Regions from separate parts of the Mus musculus genome. Here all the other regions are linked to region 1. A link is a contact called in public Hi-C, HiChIP or PLAC-seq and Micro-C data. All regions are on one chromosome and are shown on one strand. The core of a region is the stretch at or near the end of the contact, and the rest is flanking DNA. Distances in the headings are between cores, read along the strand shown. Region 1 holds the start of Kcnk13 (potassium channel, subfamily K, member 13). Region 2 overlaps Foxn3 (forkhead box N3). Region 3 overlaps Foxn3 (forkhead box N3). Region 4 holds the start of Ttc7b (tetratricopeptide repeat domain 7B).

What was found. Hi-C and Micro-C count contacts between places; a contact is called where the count stands out from the background. HiChIP or PLAC-seq counts read pairs in DNA pulled down with a chosen protein or histone mark.
Region 2: a contact with region 1 is called in a Micro-C map of embryonic stem cells, with 3 times the contacts expected there. The contact joins the enhancer-like site here to the promoter of Kcnk13 in region 1. A contact is called at or near these places in 11 of 39 promoter capture datasets (the C10 cell line, cranial neural crest, embryonic stem cells and 7 more), 1 of 15 datasets of contacts at CTCF or cohesin (pro-B cells), 7 of 484 Hi-C or Micro-C datasets (LSK cells, the N1E-115 cell line, embryonic fibroblasts and 2 more) and 9 of 115 datasets of contacts at active chromatin or transcription factors (embryonic hindbrain, embryonic midbrain, embryonic stem cells and 6 more).
Region 3: a contact with region 1 is called in a Hi-C map of LSK cells, with 5 times the contacts expected there. The contact joins the enhancer-like site here to the promoter of Kcnk13 in region 1. A contact is called at or near these places in 7 of 39 promoter capture datasets (the C10 cell line, embryonic stem cells, hippocampal neurons and 3 more), 6 of 484 Hi-C or Micro-C datasets (LSK cells, embryonic fibroblasts, embryonic stem cells and 2 more) and 9 of 115 datasets of contacts at active chromatin or transcription factors (embryonic hindbrain, embryonic midbrain, embryonic stem cells and 6 more).
Region 4: an H3K4me3 HiChIP or PLAC-seq map of embryonic stem cells shows a contact between it and region 1, with 2.6 times the contacts expected there. The contact joins the promoter of Ttc7b here to the promoter of Kcnk13 in region 1. A contact is called at or near these places in 4 of 39 promoter capture datasets (embryonic stem cells, pre-B cells and stem cell-derived epiblast-like cells), 1 of 115 datasets of contacts at active chromatin or transcription factors (embryonic stem cells) and 1 of 9 other capture datasets (embryonic stem cells).

What each region holds. Positions count from the first base shown.
Region 1 is chr12:99,963,105-99,965,846 of GRCm38.p6, forward strand. It overlaps Kcnk13 (potassium channel, subfamily K, member 13), which reads left to right and starts at 1,395. Exons shown (of 3, transcript NM_146037.2): 1 at 1,395-1,697; 2 at 2,100-2,742.
Region 2 is chr12:99,385,026-99,387,767 of GRCm38.p6, forward strand. The region is part of intron 2 of Foxn3 (forkhead box N3); the gene reads right to left. Among named protein-coding and RNA genes, the nearest start is that of Gm51999, 5.8 kb to the right of the region's middle. Within about 2 kb of position 1,361, at least 52 of the 459 cell types and tissues checked have an H3K27ac peak or open chromatin away from gene starts, as enhancers often do. A contact at or near this core is called in embryonic stem cells, extraembryonic endoderm stem cells and trophoblast stem cells, where this site is marked.
Region 3 is chr12:99,405,786-99,408,527 of GRCm38.p6, forward strand. All of the region lies in intron 1 of Foxn3 (forkhead box N3), which reads right to left. Among named protein-coding and RNA genes, the nearest start is that of Gm51999, 15 kb to the left of the region's middle. Within about 2 kb of position 1,371, at least 152 of the 459 cell types and tissues checked have an H3K27ac peak or open chromatin away from gene starts, as enhancers often do. A contact at or near this core is called in LSK cells, embryonic fibroblasts, memory CD8 T cells and 2 more, where this site is marked.
Region 4 is chr12:100,519,416-100,522,157 of GRCm38.p6, forward strand. Ttc7b (tetratricopeptide repeat domain 7B) reads right to left here and starts at 1,407. Exons shown (of 20, transcript NM_001033213.1): 1 at 1,156-1,407. The coding sequence starts at 1,276.

The DNA of each region.
Region 1 (2,742 bases), core at 145-2,644:
GTGTGTGTGTGTGTGTGTGTGTGCATGTTGTATGTGTGTGCACATGTGTGCATGTGGAAACCAGAGGGGCTCTCACTGAACCGAGAGTTCACTGACTTGGCTACGGAACTGTGGCTAGCCAGCTCCACTTGGCCCTACCTGCTCAGGAGGAGTAGGATGTCAAAAGTCCACAGCTATGCTCATCCTTCTGTATGTGTGTTGGGGAGCTGAACTCTGGTCCTCACACTGTGATGAGCACATTACTGACTTGGCCATCTCCCCAGCTCCAAAACCAAGCTTTTAAGTGGGCAAAATAGTCCAACCATTTACAAAAGTCCAATATACAAGGTGTCCAGAGAACACAAAACCCCAAGGAGATAAGTTTATGTGCCTGTATACAGAAGGCTTAAAAATAAAATGGCTGGCTCTGTCAACAGTCTATAGGATGTGGACACTGCATTGTTGTGGGTTAGAAAAAGCTAGTTTGAAATGATGTCAGTCGGTACACTTCAGGAACACACTTTACACAAGACACATAACTGGTTCTTATGAATACAGAGACCTGAATAAACAAAACCAAGTTCTATAAAGGAGAAATATTCCATGGTGGAAAAAGAAATCAGAATAGTGGCTACCTCTGCAGGAATGTGGGTGGGGATTTACTGGGAAGATATTTGTGGGAGCTTTAATCCTTTGGTGGCTTTTAGATGATAAGGGAGGGAGGCCACCATTGTTTGGCTCCCAAAGTTATCAGGACTCACCTAATGGTACAATGACATGTCATTGCATGCAAATTTTACCACAAAAGCAAAAATCCGAGGATAGAGCTCTTAATAATGGCCAATACTGGCTGGAGATGGGGTGAAAGTGTGTGGGTGTCTACAACCATTCAAAGTGCATCCTGAGTGGGTTGGTGACTAGAAAGGAATGGGTAAATATAAGCAAGCCTGGTAAACTGTCACTTGTAGAATCTAGGTGGTGGTGTGTTGTGTCATTGTAAACGTCATTCGATTTTGATGTACTTGAGATGTTTCTTAAACTAGTAAAGGTAATTGGGTTACTCACCCTGGGTGTGAACTCAATACCCTCTAAAGTTCTTCCTCCCCAGGAGACACAATGCAAGATAAACGGTCTGTTAGTTACTCTCACCAAAATCATTTGCATCTATTCAACAGAACTGCAAGCTTTTCTAGTTCTGTTTCTGGCTAGTATCGTGGGTGGGTCTCCTGGGACCACTCTCTCTCTCTCTAAAGGCGGAGAAATTCTGTTTAGACCGTGGGTGGCTATGAATCCATTCCTTCACACAGCTATATTCGATCCCCTGTGGCTAAACTGCTGGGAACCAGGTGTGTCTGGAGGGCACGCAGCGCCCTCTTCTGGCCTGAGAGGAACCCACGCAGACCATCGAGGCTCTCGACCTATCTGTTAAGCAACCACTCCAGGGATCTGCACTCCCTGGTAGAAGCATCGCTGTTTAGAGGTCCAGGCGAGCGCCAGCGGAGGAGACCTGAGCAGGAGACTGGCCCTGAGGCCAAGGGGCGGGTACCGGGTGGAGTCGCCTCGGTTGGCAGCTGCAGAGCTCCACCTGTTGCAGTTTTTGAGCACTCCACAGAGAAGGCAGCTCTGGGCACGGACTTCTGCTCTCAGCCCCACTGGGCAGGGCAAGGCCACTTGAGAAGGGAAGCCAGGAACCATCCTGAACCTGTTCCACAGAGCAGGTGCGTTTGGGAAGGTGAGACGCGAAGGCGACGGCGGCTCCAGAGCTCATGGCAAGTTGGGGGTCTCTGGGTGGGCGCCCCAGCGGTTCACAAAAGAACCTTGTTGCCGGCTTACATGTTGTAGCTTGGAGTTCTCAGCTCAGCGCCACTGACTGCGCAAGAACTACAGAGCCGAGGCGATCAAAACCGGGTGAAAGAGATGGAACTCTTCTGGCCGCTGTCCTTGGCCGGTTCTCCGGGAGATGGGCTGGCAGGGCCGGCACGTGTGGACAGAGAACGCCCGGTGCAGGCCCTAGAGGCCAAGGGCGATCTGGTATGGGGGAAGTCAAGGAAGGCTCCCTGGGAGGATGCTTCTAACTTCCTTCACTGTTCCAACCTCCCCCTCTGTTCTCCTCCCCACAGCGGTCCGCCCTCGTGCTGCCGTGGAGCCTGTGTGCCCAGCAGAGATCCGAGCCGGCTGATCTGCCTCTTCGCACTGTCCCTGCGTCCGTGCGTCTGCCCCAAACCCGTTCCGACCTCTGAGCCCTGGTTATTCTGGTGGATAGAGGCTCTCGGCAGAACATTGTCACTAATACGCAACACAGATCCACCTGGAGAGGCACCGAAGACAGAGAACAGCCCGTATCCCAGCCATCACAGCTTGGAAAGCAATGCTCCGAGGAACCCGGACCTTGATGTGAAGCTTACCCGCCGATTCTCTCTGGACCCACGACCTTTTTTTTCTTCAAGAGGAGTTCAAGTTCTAGGGAGTTTGCCTTGAAGGCACGCCACGCCCCCTCCCCAATCTGAGCCGAATTAGGAGCTCGGGTGAACCCGGGTCGCCCGCACCCTCGCACCAAGTCGAAGCAGATTCTGTGTCCCGACCCTCTGGTCTTCAGCCTTAAGGAGAACTCCAGAGAGGACAGGGAGGCGGCGACGACAAAGCGGATTCGAAACCACGAGTCCAGGCGGACGTGGGGAGCTGGCTACACAGGAACCACCGAGGAGGCGGCGGCGGCCGGGAGATCCACGCCGCCTTGGGGAACGCGCGGCGGGCATGGGCGAG
Region 2 (2,742 bases), core at 111-2,610, 580 kb before region 1:
AGTGCAATATACTCAAACAAGCAAAGCCTGTGAGAGACCCCACAACCCTGCATAAGCCATGTTGGGGGTCCTAATTGAAACATCTAACAATCTTGGATATTTGAATACTTGGCTCAGATGACATCTAAGCCTTTCTAATGTTGGGGGGGAGTCGGAGGCATGAGGTACAAACAGACACACTGGCATTGTAGCTGCATGGCAAATTATGGATTATTCTCCTACACTCTCAAGTATGTTGAAATAAAGTGACTCACGATCTGAATTTTCTTCCAAGTAGCAACAGTGACAGGGAAAAAAAAATGAATGAACGAAACCAGACAATTCCCTTTAAACCCTAGCTCTAGACATGGATCGTGGGGTGACAGGAGCCCAAATTCATATTATTCTATCTACTTTGGCTGGCTAAAAATGCCCATGATTAAACAAAAACAAATTTAACCTGTCTGTTGAAGCACTTTGAGAGATAAAACAGACTTAATTGAGAGAAAAAGATTCTTGATGAAATCTGAACACTTAGGAAAAAGAACAAAACCCATGCCTATAATACCAGCAAAGGAGGCGGAAGCAGGAGGGTCAGGAGTTCAAGGTCACCCAAAGATGAATATCAAGTTCAAGGCTTGCCTATTTGAGGCCCTCTCAAAACAAACTGACCAACAACAACAAAAAAACCCTGAAAGGCCCCTCCCTGGTTCCAGGACCAGCTAAGCACCTTGAAACACCAGACAACCAACTTTCCCAACCCACCTCAGAACCAAATCTCCAAGGTGGGGCCTGAGAGGTGGTACCAGTGTTAAATGCCTTGCTTGGGGTGACCGAGATGCAATCTCAAAGGTTCCTCCCTTCTCCAGGGGCCTAGCCAAACAGTAATCCAGCAGGGTCCCATGTTCCAAGCCGTCTGGGACAAGGATCCCACAGGATCCCACATCCTCTCTGCTAGGCCAAGCTTTTTTCAATTTCAAAAACATACCAAAAGAATTAAAACAAACAAAGAAGGTGGCGCAGCTAACTCGGTGGGTATAATGTGCCAGGCCTCCATTCTCTGTTATCTGAGGCAGTTCTCACCAACGTTTGGGTGTGTTCAAACATTCATGTTGAGGTTGAGCCTACTGCCAAAGCAGAACTCCCTGGGAAGAAAACAAGTGTACCTACAGAGCCCAAGGGACTCTCACTGGGCAATGGATCAGCGAGAATGCCTTCCCTTTTACGCAGCAAATCCAGGAGAAAACCCCCAGTAAACAGGCCAGGGCTAGGGCCCTGGCAGCACTCACTAAGCCTGACACTTGAACAGCCACCAGAGGCCTCCAGCTCACCCAAAGAAAAAGAAAGGGGGAGGGGGGCACAACTGTAGCTTTATTCACTGGGAACAAACTCGAAGTCACAAAACTGACTGGCATTTGATCAGAAACACGTCAATACAGGTCACTGCCTCAGCTAGGAAGCCAGAACTCAACAATTCAGAAAATTAACAATCTCAAGTCCTTCAAAACACTCCCTGTCAACAGGTATCAGTGTTTGCTGAGATTGACAACCAACACCCCTGGGGGGGAGGGGGATGTGACTCCAAGAATCCAGTGTAAGGCGGGGCGGGGCAGGGAGCCGGGTGGACCCTCCTGGTGAGCTCTGACAGGCACCATCCAGGGCTTGGTAGCAAGGCAGCAAGAGGAGTAGATAATCTCTAAGTCTCCCTGCAGGCTTGAAGCTGGTCCTGTTTAACAGTTCAGAGTTCGAACTAGCTACATTACTTGTGGGTGCTGTGGTTTCATGTCAAACGTGGAGACGCGGGCACGCTAGAACGTGCAGAAAGGATGACTGGAGCTAAAGGCCCTGTTAACTTTCCTCAGTGGCAAACAGCTCTGGGGTCCTGACTCGACCTCTGCTGGCTGTACTCTAAGCTTAGAATTCCTTCCTCACACTTGCTCTCTCTCTTGCCCCAAGAAGTGACCTATACAAAGGTGTTTAATGCCACAGCCTGGCTCTTTGAAAGAGGACAGTTTCTAAGTTTTCAGAAGGATCTCAAAGCAGGGAACAGAGTTGAAATCTAGAGAGTGGTCTCAGATGCTTAACCTGAGAAAATAGCTAAGACTGAGTACCAGGGATGTAAGAGGCACGCCCTGAGCCTCACAGATAAAACTAAGGACCTGGAAAAGAAGAAGGCTCCTGCATATCCAGGAACCCCCCTCCTGACATCATCAGCATCAGTGAGCAATGGCTCAGAGGTTAAGAGCACTCATGGTTCCTCCAGCAAAACCAAGGTCAGTTCCCAACACCCACAGTGGGTAGCTCTCGATCACCTGTAAATCCAGCTCCCTCCCTCACACATGTGTGCTCGGGCTCGCTCTCACGCGCTCTCTCTCTCTCTCTCTCTCTCTCTCTCTCTCTCACACACACACACACATACACACACACACACACACACACACACACACACACTTAAACAATTTAAAAAAAAAAACAAAAAACCCTTCTGGTGGGAACCTTAACCCACGCAGTACTTCACCCTGGCGGTTTCCCAGTTTCACGGTGCCAGGCACTCACATAGACACCAGATTTCATAAAAGCTGAGGGCACCTGGAGTCTCTGATGGGTCTCGGAGTAATTAAGTATGTTCAAGTATCTTTCAACAGAGCAGTATCTCCCGTGAATTCCAGAAGCCTGAGAAGCCACCCCCTCCCAATATTCAGAAAGCAGCTATCCTTTTCCTCCAGTTCTTTATGGCAATTCTCCTTATCTAAAGGTCCCTCC
Region 3 (2,742 bases), core at 121-2,620, 560 kb before region 1:
TGTGAACTGGAAGTGTAAGCCATATAAACCCTGTCCTTCCCAACTTGTTTTTGGGCCATGATGTTTTACTGCAGCAGTAGAAACCCTGAGTAGACAGGCATTCGTGGGCGCCTTTGCTATTCTCTCTGATGAGCACAGCGTTTCAGTGGCCATCACCTGATGTTGACTTCTGGCCTACACACACACACACACACAGAGAGAGAGAGAGAGAGAGAGAGAGAGAGAGAGAGAGAGAGAAGGAGAGGGAGAGGGAGAGGGAGAGGGAGAGGGAGAGGGAGAGGGAGAGGGAGAGGGAGAGGGAGAGGGAGAGGGAGAGGGAGAGGGAGAGGGAGAGGGAGAGGGAGAGGGAGAGGGAGAGGGAGAGGGAGAGGGAGAGGGAGAGCAAGCGCCCATCCATTTCACTGGCAGATACCACCAAAACGTTTGTTTTGTTTTGTTTTGTTTTAAACTTCCTCCAAAATGTCTCTTTGAGCCTTCAAGTATATAAGACTGAAAAGTGAGTGTTCCTGGCCCAGCCACAGGGCAAGAAAAGCAAGGTCTCAATGAAACACAAAAGCCAGCACAGACCTGAAGGGGAACAGGCGGCCCCCACAACAAGGCAGCCAACTGCCAAGCTGTCATTTTGCTCGGCGGCTGAACAGAAGGCCCGAGTAATGACAACCACAAAACTCATTTAAAGTCTGAAAAGGTGACTAATGAGCTCATTCATGCTGGCTATAAATTATTCACTCCAACACTGATCCCACACTAGACAAACAGTAAAGTAAACTTTAAACACAGACCCGGCCGGCCTTCCGACTCGAGGCAAGTTATGTCTGTAAGACTTCTCACAATGACAGAGATACTTGTCCCCGTTGCCTATTGTCACATTAGTCTTCTGTTTACTTTTTTTTTTAACTGCCTTTAATCAAGTTAAGCAGACACAGCTGTTACACATTTATTTCTCTGCTGTTTTTTTTTTCATTAGTTATTACGAGCAATCATGAAAGCCCTAAAAATAACAGCAAATTATATTCTCTCGAAATTGAAGGCTGACCTTAAAAATGAAGCCCAGGTCTTCAGAAAGAATATTCATACCCACACATGCTGGCTAAGTGACAGCCCCACACACGGGCAAAACATGAGTGCCTGCCCAACTCTCCAACTCTCTGAGAGCTCTGCAATTTGCTTCTACATTTCCTTTGGTTCTGGGGGGAACCGGTTGCCTCAAAACCAGCGGATACAACAGACCCTGTTTCTGGCGGTCACGTTTGGGTTAAGATTTTCACGAAGACATTATCATCTTAAGCAAATAGAAGAAATGTCTGCCGGCTTTTTCCAGCACTGATAAATAGCAGGTTCCTTGAAAACGCACCCTGGTGCTGCAGATTGCTTTCAGTTTCCTGTTTAACATTAAATAAAGAATTGTCACTCTTCTGTTTTTGCAAACCGAACTGCTTGCTGCTAGTGTGGCTGCTAAAAGCGTGGCGATCACAGCTTACGTGGTCCCCTCTTTCTTTTTTGCTCACCGGCTATCATTTTTTAAGACACTGTAAAGGTTTCAAATCTGTTTGACGGATTTAGTTTTAAGTCCCCAAACAAGTACTTAACATTACAACATGGTTAGATCGCTGAACATTATGTATTTTTAAACTGCTTCGGATCCTTGGAAAATAAGTCACAGAAAAGACTCATATCCAAATAACAGCAGATGGGGGCCCTAACTAATCAAAAGTGAAAGTGGAAAGTTAGACACTGCAGAGTGCTGGCTCGCTGCAGGGATGCTGGGGCTCACTGCAGGGATGGCTGGGATGAAGCAGCAGTCGGGAGACTCCACTTTACTCTGCCCCCCCCCATACCCCCTCTTCTAAGGAAAATCTTCCACATTTTCAGTTTCTTGCATGATCTAAATGAAAGCTTTGTCCACCGCTTCTGTTGCCTAAGACACAAAACATATTTTTTTAGTGTAGAAAAAATACATTTAAAAAAAAAATGTAGAATGGGGGAGTCCTGCAATATTGATAGCAAAGGTCACTGCGTCCTACCCACAGCCCTCTGGGGGCTTTCCTGTGTCCCTCAGGCTTTCAGTCACATTCACATCTCCAGATCAAACAAACTTAAAGGCCTCTCCACCAGAGTCCTGGAAGTTGCTTTTGGATTTCTCTTCTTTTGTTTTTGGTCAATTTTACTTCTTGGAAAAGTTTTGTTGTTGTTGTTGTTTTACTTTAGTTTAGGTTTTTTTGAGGTGGGATATCACTATGTCTCACTACGTAGACCAGGCTGGCCTTGAAACTCACAGAGCTCCAGCTGCCTCTGCTTCTCCAGCATTGGGACTGAATGCGTGCACCGACCTGCTCAGCTTGCGGAACACTTATAAATTCGTACTGAAACTGGCCAGAAGCTTTGTCCCCACGTGTGCACTAAACTATGATTTCTGTTGCTTTAACATTTTGCATTCTCATAGATAAGTGGTTTTGTCTCATGACATTTATCAATTCAGGCGTCTGCGTGTGGCTGTGGATGAGGACACGGTGGAGGTGAGAGGACAGCGTGCACACGTCGGTTGTTTCTCTTCTTCCACCACATGGGCCCCGGGAACCAAACTCAGCTCGCAGCAACCGGGAGCAAGCATCTTTAGGGCAGATGAGCCGTCTTGTTGGCCCACGGTGTAAGGTTTTGAAAAATCTAACATCACAATGCAAACATCCAGATCAAGCAAATAAATATAAAACTCTGGAACAGTCCTGCTGTAGGATCAGGTGC
Region 4 (2,742 bases), core at 157-2,656, 560 kb after region 1:
TGAAAGATATATAGAGAAACCTGGTTTGGTTTGGTTTTGTTAAGTTTTCATTTCCAGGCGCTATTTTCATAAAATCACAAACAACCACCAACCTTAAAGAGGCTATGAGATTTCCCTGTCCGTTTCTGGGTAGTTCGGGGTGAAGGTTGAAAAGAGTACACATGTCCTTCCTTGAATGAGCAGTGTCAGTCCTTCATTCATTCCCTCTGTGATTTGTCTGTCCCACGCCTGCTCAGACAGTCTTGGGAAGCCAGAGGTGAAGGAGGACAAAATCCTCTGCCCTCTCTGCCCAGGCTCCAAGTGCCTGCCTGTGGTTTTGGCGCGTACGAAAAGACAAGCAAATATTAACCATACTTGCTTCCAAAACAAATAAGGCCACGTGGAGTCTCGCTCTGGAATGTGATTTTGGCTGCAGTTTTGGTTTGATGGGTTGGAAGAACCAATTCAGCAAATGGGGTCATTGGCCAAGTCCAGCCGCCAGGTTTCCCAAGTCAGATCCTGGTTCCTGGGCGCACCAGGCCCCTCATCCAATCAGCTCCATTTCCCTCATTGTTAATACAGTCTCATCTTCCTGCCCAGTAACCTTCTCCCAGACTCCCTGACTCTGTTTCCCTTGTACTCTCCACCCTATCCTCTCTGGGTCTGCAGATTTGACACCCAACTGTCTTGACCTCAAGACACAAATCCCAACCTGCCAATGCCACCCCTGACACCCTCCAAGTCTGAGCTCCCTCCTGGGGCCCTTGATTACCATATGTTCACAACATCTCCATCACAGGACCCCTGAGCACACCACACACACTCTGGTGGTCCCCAGATGCCCACAGGTATGTCCCGGGGGGCTCCATACACACACAAACGCACACACACACACAAGCTCCAACTTCTTGGAAGCCCGGGGCTGGCCTCCGGTCTCTGGGGTCGGTGAACCTCTCCAGCCTGCACGTCAGGACTCCAAGGCTCCGACAGGCACAGCCCGCCCGCCCAGCCGCACGCCGCGTGACCGGAGGACCCCGCGTTCCCCAAGGGCCTGGCCCGCGCACACCGCGCGGCCTGCGCCTCGCCGCCCGGCCGCGCCCCTGCTCGCGCCCGGAGCCTCAGGCCTAGCCCCGGAGGCCGCGGCGGTCCCGCAAGCCCCGGTGCGTCCGCGCGTACCGTTGGCGATGAGCTTGGCCGACAGCTGCTTGACGAGCTCGGGGATCCGCTCCCATTGGCACTCGGAGCGGCAGCGCTCGATCTCCGTCTCCAGCCGCGAGCCCGCCTTCCTGGTCGCCATGGCCGCCCTGGCCGGCCCGGCGCGCGCCCGCAGGCCCCGCAGGCCCCGCCGCCGCCGGGCCCCGCGCCGCCTCCCGCTGCGGCCGCGGGCTCCGGCTCCGGCTCCCGGCTCGGCGGCGTAACGGGAACGCCGGCCGGGGAAGGGGCGGGGAGCGGGCGGCGGCGGGCGCGGCGGGGCCCCGGGCGCCGCGAGGAGCGGCCCCTGCCGGCCAGGGCCGGAGCCGCAGCGGGCCGGGGCGGAGGCCGGACAGCAATGAGGAGCGCGGGACGGTGCTCAGGAGCGAACCTGGAGCGGTGAGGGGTCAAGCCAGGGCAGCCACCCCGAGGATGCTCTGGGGCTCCAAAGGCCGGGGTTTCTAGTGCGAGAGGGCGTGAAGGGCGAGCCTGCCTCGGCTGGCCCTGCCATCGCAGGTTGCTTGTGCTGGCCTGCGCCCCTCCTCAGGCTCCCCTCTGCCCCAGGTAGCCTCCGTCCCCATCATGTGGCCAGAAGCAGTGGAGATTCATGCTCCTCCAGAACCTGCCCGAAGTTCCTTAAGTGTGTGTTGGAAGAAAGTGAGGGAGGACGTGTGTGTGTGTGTGTGTGTGTGTGTGTGTGTGTGTGTGTGTGTGTAGCTGCAAGCCCAGATGCCAGCTCCCTTGCCCTCTGAGGAGAATACCAACTCATAAGTGGCATTTCCAGGCCTTGACCTTGTAACTGAGAGCAGGGGCAGGTGTCTAAGCTGAACATTATTTCACTTGTGTAATTTATTCAGTAACTATAGAGTCAGAGGTCACCCACACAGAGCTAGGTAGTGTTTTAGGGCTGTGGAAACGGAACGAAGTGGGTACAACTTTGCTTCAAAGTGGGTATAAAGTTCATAGCCCATTCATGGAAATGAATTAATTAAGCAAAATAAAGTAGCAAATTAGGTTATGGGTTGGTTAAGGATGGTGTTGAAGTGATATTTGACAGTTTTAAAGATGAGAGTCGGGGGGATATGGGAGGTGGGGAGGGCAGATCATTACAGGCAGAGCAAAGGCCTCGGCTTTACTATATTTGGTGAGTTAGAAAAAGGCCAGAGTGGCTGGGGTGGAATGAAGGCAAGGAGCTGAGCAGATGATGTCAGGAGGGTGGGGGTTAGTCCATGCCCGGCCTTCTGGATCATTAGAAAGACTGTCTTTCTTCTTGGTGAGATAGGGAGCCTGCATGTTAGTCAGGCATGCAATGGCAAGGCCTGCAAGTATGGACATGACCAGTATTTGGGAAAGTTGGTCAGGGAATGTGGCTTCAGGGGCAGTGGGGGTGTTGGACTCTGCAATACTGCCTCTGAGGATGGAGCTGTCATCTGGGCAGTACCCTGTCACCAGGTTCATCCTCTTTGGGTGTGTCTCCTCCAGCTTTCCAAAGCTATCAAGTGCAGGCTTTTCTCTCATGCCCTGGGGATAAATGAAGACCAGACTCACAGGCCTTGGTTTACAGGATCAGCA